Linked DNA regions of Mus musculus: region 1 is linked to region 2. A link is a contact called in public Hi-C data. All regions are on one chromosome and are shown on one strand. Each heading gives the region's core, a stretch centred on a gene start, on an enhancer-like site or on the middle of the called end of the contact. The rest is flanking DNA. Distances are from core to core; before and after follow the strand shown.

Region 1 (2,700 bases), core at 11-2,510, 120 kb before region 2:
TGGCAGCTCACAACCATTCATAACTCCAGTTCCAGGGGACCTGATGCTCTCTTCTGACCTCTGAGGGCACCAGGTACCCACAAGGTGCACAGGCTAACTTACAGGCAAGTGAAACACTCATACACATGACATACGATAAAAGTATTATTAAAAAAACAAATAAAACCCAATATAGTAATCTTCCCAAAGAGTAAATACAAGGACCAACTGGATCCACACATGCCGAGCTTCACAGAGCTGCCTGGCATGAACCTGGCATTCTGTAATGTTAGCTCCAGCGCTACTGTTATTATTAACGCTGTGACTCCTGCGATGCTCAGGAATTAGACAACATGAGCCGCAATGGCCAATGGGAGTCTTTTTGAGGGTGCAACCGAGAAGACCCACGTGAAGGAGAATGACCCAACCCAATCAGGGCTGGGGAAGGGCAGAGCGGGTGGGAGCCATCACAAAGGCAACAGCTTAGGGATGAAAGGGCATGCACTCAATGGGCCTGCAGGCCAGAAGGGAAGGGAATGCACTCAGTGGGCCTGCAGGCCAGAAGGGAAGGGCATGCACTCAGTGTGTCTGCAGGCCAGAAGGGAAGAGCATGCACTCAGTACCAGTTCTAGGCCAGTGAGAGATGCAGCCTTACAAAGGGTGGGTGATACCTGAGGGATGACACCTGACATTGTTTCCTAGCCTTTACACACAGGCATACACATGTTCACCCCCACATAAAAACACAAAATCCCTGTAGTGCAATTTACACAACATTGTCATCACCACATCATCTTCCTCTTCCTCCTCCTCTTGTTCCTCCTCCTCTTCATCATCATCATTTTGAGGACTTAGGGCCTCACCCATGCCAGACGAGACCTCTGCCACCAGGCTGCATTCCCAGTGCTGCAGACACACCCTAGGTCACGGGGAATTGGCTAAGAGAACAGGACTCTGAGTGCTCCTGATCCCAGAAGTCCCCCAGCTTCCACTCAGCAAGTGCGGCTGAGGGCGATTTACCAGCATCCACCCTGCAGCCAGCCTCACCGGGGCAGCTCACTGGGAAGGGCCATCTGTTAAGTAGAGAGGAAAAGATCCAGTCGATAGAGTACCACTGGCCCACATCATGAGGCTGTTACCACAGAGTCAGAGCCAAACCAGGTCACATGGCCTTTAGAAGCCGTGGTCCCACTTGTCCCATCTTTGCTCCCTCTTGGGCTTAATCAGTCAGAGTAGACAGATGTGGCCAGACTGGCTGGCCCTTCCTCTTGACAACTGCCTCAGTTTCTACGGCCCTAGAGGCTACCACTTCCAGAAGAGCCCCCTATTAGTGGCAGTAGGGGGTCATGGAGAAGGGCACTGTCACCTGCCTCATGTACATACCCAATGACCTTCAGCCTCCACCTCTATATCACCACAGTGTGCAGCAGGTCAGCAACGATCTGTCTAGTGGCATCCTGGTTAAACTGTGAGGATCCAGGTAGAAACAGACGGACTGCCAGGTAGGGACTGCTGCTTCCCAGACCCTGCCGAACTGAGGACCACAACCCAGAGCTCAGCCCTAGGCATGTCTGCAGCCAGCATATCCCTCATCCCGGCACGTGAAGAAGGGGTGTGGGTGAAGTCAGAAGTTCAGGTACACCAGGGAGTACAGCATAAAGGCAGAAAAGCTGGTAAGTTCAACTGTTAAAAACGTATTAATCCTATGTGTAAACAAACAGCGAGGCCTAAGTGAAATTAAATGCCAGGGAAATGAAATTTATTTTCTAGGTGCATGCTCAGGTCCTTCATACATAAAGAAGGTTTAAAAAAATCAATAAGAGAATGATAAGCATGCATGGTGAAAAATTAGCTATAGGCTATTCACAAAATGTGAAATACAAATGGTCCCAACACACAGGAAGTCGTCAACTGGGGAGAGATCGATAAGGTGAAGATGGAAATAGCCTATCAAATGGAAGTGAGTTTTGTGTTCTACTGTAGTGCTGGCAAGAAGGTTATGATAACGGGGAGGGAGCTAGAACACTGACTGACATCCATGAGATGTCAGCGTGCACATACCCAGGAGAGGGCACCCATCCTGCAGAATGCTCGTACTGTGACACCAAAAACAGTGTTCAACACAATACTCAACATGGGCGAGAATATGGCTCGGTGGTAGAGCCCTCGTCTAACATGCCTGGGGCACTAGGTTCAGCTCTTAAAATTACAATAAACCGCCATTCCCAGGATTGACAGTGGTGAAGAGAGGCAGGGCTGTTCATTGCTGATGGAATTCAAATTAGCCTTGCATTTAAGAAGAGGCATTGAGCAGTATGCATCAGACCTCCGGGGTCTTTGCTTACAGTCTGCTTTGCCACTTTCTCTGAACACCAGCACAAAGTAGAAAAAGAAAGTGCAATGGTTAGTTCAGATGCAGGCTTGATTAGACTGAGAAATGGCCAGCGCATCACCACGGTGCTCTTTTGGTGCGTCTGGGAGGACATTTCTAGAACAGAAGTCCTGCACTGAGGGTGGGCAGATCATCCCATGGACTGGGGAAAGGCTGCCCCTTGCAGACTATAAAAGGAGACAAGGTAGAAAACTGGACAAACACCAGAACCGTATCTCTACCACCACGACGGCCTGTGTCCTCTCAGCCAGTGTGCTGGATGGTTTTATGTCAATTTGACACAAGCTAGAGCCGCTTTGGAAGAGGGAACTTTAACTGAGAAAATGTCT
Region 2 (2,700 bases), core at 162-2,661:
AGGCCTGGGACAGGTGGGGACACATGGTAAGGGCATATGCCACAGAGACTGTCAACCTAAGTTTGACCTCCAGAACCCACAAAGTGGAAGCAGAGAATCAGCTCCCACAAGCTACCCTAGACCGCCACGCATGCGCAGGGGTACACATATACACAAATAAAAGTCAAATGAATAAATAAGTTAAATAAGGTGACAGGGCACCTGAGGAGGAAACAGGCAACACTGACATCTGGCTTGCGTATGCACACACGCATGCGCGCAAGCACGCACGCATATACGCAGGCACGCACGCCCATATCCATCAGTGGATAAGCATACCAGTAACTGCAATCCGGCGGGTTTTAGTCCCTTTCCGGACAGGGTGGGGATAAAGAGAAAAATCTCAACTATATTTTAACCTCACCAGTTACTCTCCAATATGAAAATCTAAAAATACGGTTAACCCACAAGATCCTTTAAGATTGTAGCCTTCCCACAAGATCTCTGAGGACTCCAGCCCTCTTCCCTGTTTCAGCCACACAGTTTCGTGAGTTCAGAAATGTGTGGCTCCAGGGCAGGTCTGGAGCACCTGTCTGGATCCTTATTTTTTCTGGGTCAATATCCAAAGTCAATAAAACCATCTAGAGCTTTCTCCCGAAAAGCCCAGAGTGGCAGTCCAGGTCCCGGAAGTCACCATACACCGTCAGTCAGTAAGGACCCTATCACCACTCGCACGAATTGCAATAGCCCACATGTGAGCTCATCAGGCAAGTTCACACTAAGCTTTGAGGGTCCACTTCGCCTCCCCAAAGCTACCTGCTGCCCGGGAACAACAGCTTAACTAACCTCAAGCTTGACTCAGCATTAGATCATCCAGCCAGCTGGCTGGAGAGGAAACTTCGAAGATGAACTGAAATTATTTTGGGTGCCTGAAAGTACAAGCTCCCTCTACAGCAGCACGTATAATTAGGATTTTTTTTTTTAATAAATCTACAACAGGGCTGGAGAGGTGGCTCAGCAGTAGTGAAGGGCACTTAACTGCTTGCTCCTGGCAGACTACCGGAACTTCATTCCCAGCACCCACTAGGAGGGTCACCACTGCCTATAACTGCAGCTCCAGGAGACCCCACGCCTCTGGCCTCAGCAGGAATCTGCACTCACATGTGTACATACCCACATGCAGACTCACGAACAAAAACACAATTAAAAGTATTTTTAAAAAAATCCATAAGATGTAAATGAATGAGGGACTCTACACCAACAGCAGGCTTTCCTAAGTAATGGCTTTTACATGTTGGCACAGTTGCCAGGCCGCTCAAGCGCCTTTGTGGAATGCCAACGTACAAATCCATTTCTCCAGGAGAAGACAAAAAACAGAAGTTAATCAACTCGCCCTGAGTCCATGAAGCAATTTGGCCGTTGGCCCAGGAAGACAGTGTCAAGAGCTCTGGGTTCTCACTCCACGTGACTCTAGAATAAAGCTGGAACCCAAAGAGCTATCCTTTAAAAAAAAAATAATAACAATAACCCCCATATGCAGAACCGGCTAAAAATTGGTACCCTATCCATTTTCAGATTCACCTTGGCCTGCCTTGAGCATACAGCCACCTTAGAAGTTCTGTCACGTTACAAATGCCCACAAACTCAAACCAACTACTAAATATAAACAATTTTAGCTCTTCTCACCCTATCAGCCTCTTGGCAAATTCTTCTATGCACCACCCCACCCTGCCTAGGGAGAGAAAAACAATACTTTGTGTTCTTACGATAAACCCATACATCAAAAAAGAAAGAGAAAATTCTAAATAAGCTTTGTTTTCCGTGTCTGCACATTTTAATATACGAGGCACGGAACACAACACCCTCTCCTCTCTCCCCTCTTTATAATTTAAACTCTGAACTCAACAAATAGCACAGGCACAGGCCGGTTAACAGAGTGCTCTCTGCACAGCTGCTAGACTGACTATTTCCACAGTAAGCTTCTGTCAATGCTCTCTGATATTAGCACATGCCTGCTACGTGGATGCCTGCTTACCAAGCTGTGAAAAGACCCACGTTCATTCTGGAACCTACAAAATTAATCTTCTCTGTGCCTATAATGCATAAGGCAAAGGCGCCTTCCCTCCCTCCTCCTCTCCCCCCCCCCCAACATGTCAGGCTAGCTTCTAAACAATCAGTTGGCGAAAATGGACATGCCTGAAAGGGCGGGGCCCAAAGGGGTGTGTCACTCCGGGTATCAATTCCTGTAAATCAAATCCTGACAATTGTCACAATATTATAAAAAGAATGAATTATGATTCTTGGGCCTTCAAGCCTTTATTACCACGAGAACATTCTCAGTTGAATGGCGGAGGGGGGGGGCGCTACTGTGACTTGATTAATGGCCAAAAGCGAGACAATAAAATAAATGTTAAGAGGGGGAAAAAAAACCCATTCTTGGCTCCCAGGTTAGACATGTAAATAATTCCACCCTGGAATAAACACACATGAGGAATTCTTATTTACTCTCTGAGCGTATACACCCAATCAGACTCAGCCAATAGCCCAGTTAAAGATAACAGCTAATTTGTTTAGCTAATGCCTAGTTGGGAACATGTGATAGGTGGCACTAAGATTTCGAACTAACTCAACTCTCAATCTGCCAAATATTAATCCCTTGATCCTGAAGCCTGATGGGAGGAAGGAGAGAAGGAAAAACGGACTGTTTATCAGTAACATAAG

What was found. Hi-C and Micro-C count contacts between places; a contact is called where the count stands out from the background.
Region 1: a Hi-C map of the N1E-115 cell line shows a contact between it and region 2, with 3 times the contacts expected there. The contact joins two enhancer-like sites. A contact is called at or near these places in 5 of 39 promoter capture datasets (the 3T3-L1 cell line, cranial neural crest, hippocampal neurons and 1 more), 6 of 484 Hi-C or Micro-C datasets (the G1E-ER4 cell line, the N1E-115 cell line, bone marrow-derived macrophages and 2 more), 16 of 115 datasets of contacts at active chromatin or transcription factors (CD8 T cells, the HPC-7 cell line, VIP interneurons and 10 more) and 1 of 9 other capture datasets (bone marrow-derived macrophages).

The regions. Positions count from the first base shown.
Region 1 is chr17:47,263,246-47,265,945 of GRCm38.p6, reverse strand. The region is part of intron 1 of Trerf1 (transcriptional regulating factor 1); the gene reads right to left. Among named protein-coding and RNA genes, the nearest start is that of Trerf1, 34 kb to the right of the region's middle. Within about 2 kb of position 1,260, at least 3 of the 459 cell types and tissues checked have an H3K27ac peak or open chromatin away from gene starts, as enhancers often do. A contact at or near this core is called in the N1E-115 cell line, where this site is marked.
Region 2 is chr17:47,143,347-47,146,046 of GRCm38.p6, reverse strand. It overlaps a transcript of Trerf1 not described here. Among named protein-coding and RNA genes, the nearest start is that of Gm41589, 5.0 kb to the right of the region's middle. Within about 2 kb of position 1,411, at least 27 of the 459 cell types and tissues checked have an H3K27ac peak or open chromatin away from gene starts, as enhancers often do. A contact at or near this core is called in the N1E-115 cell line, where this site is marked.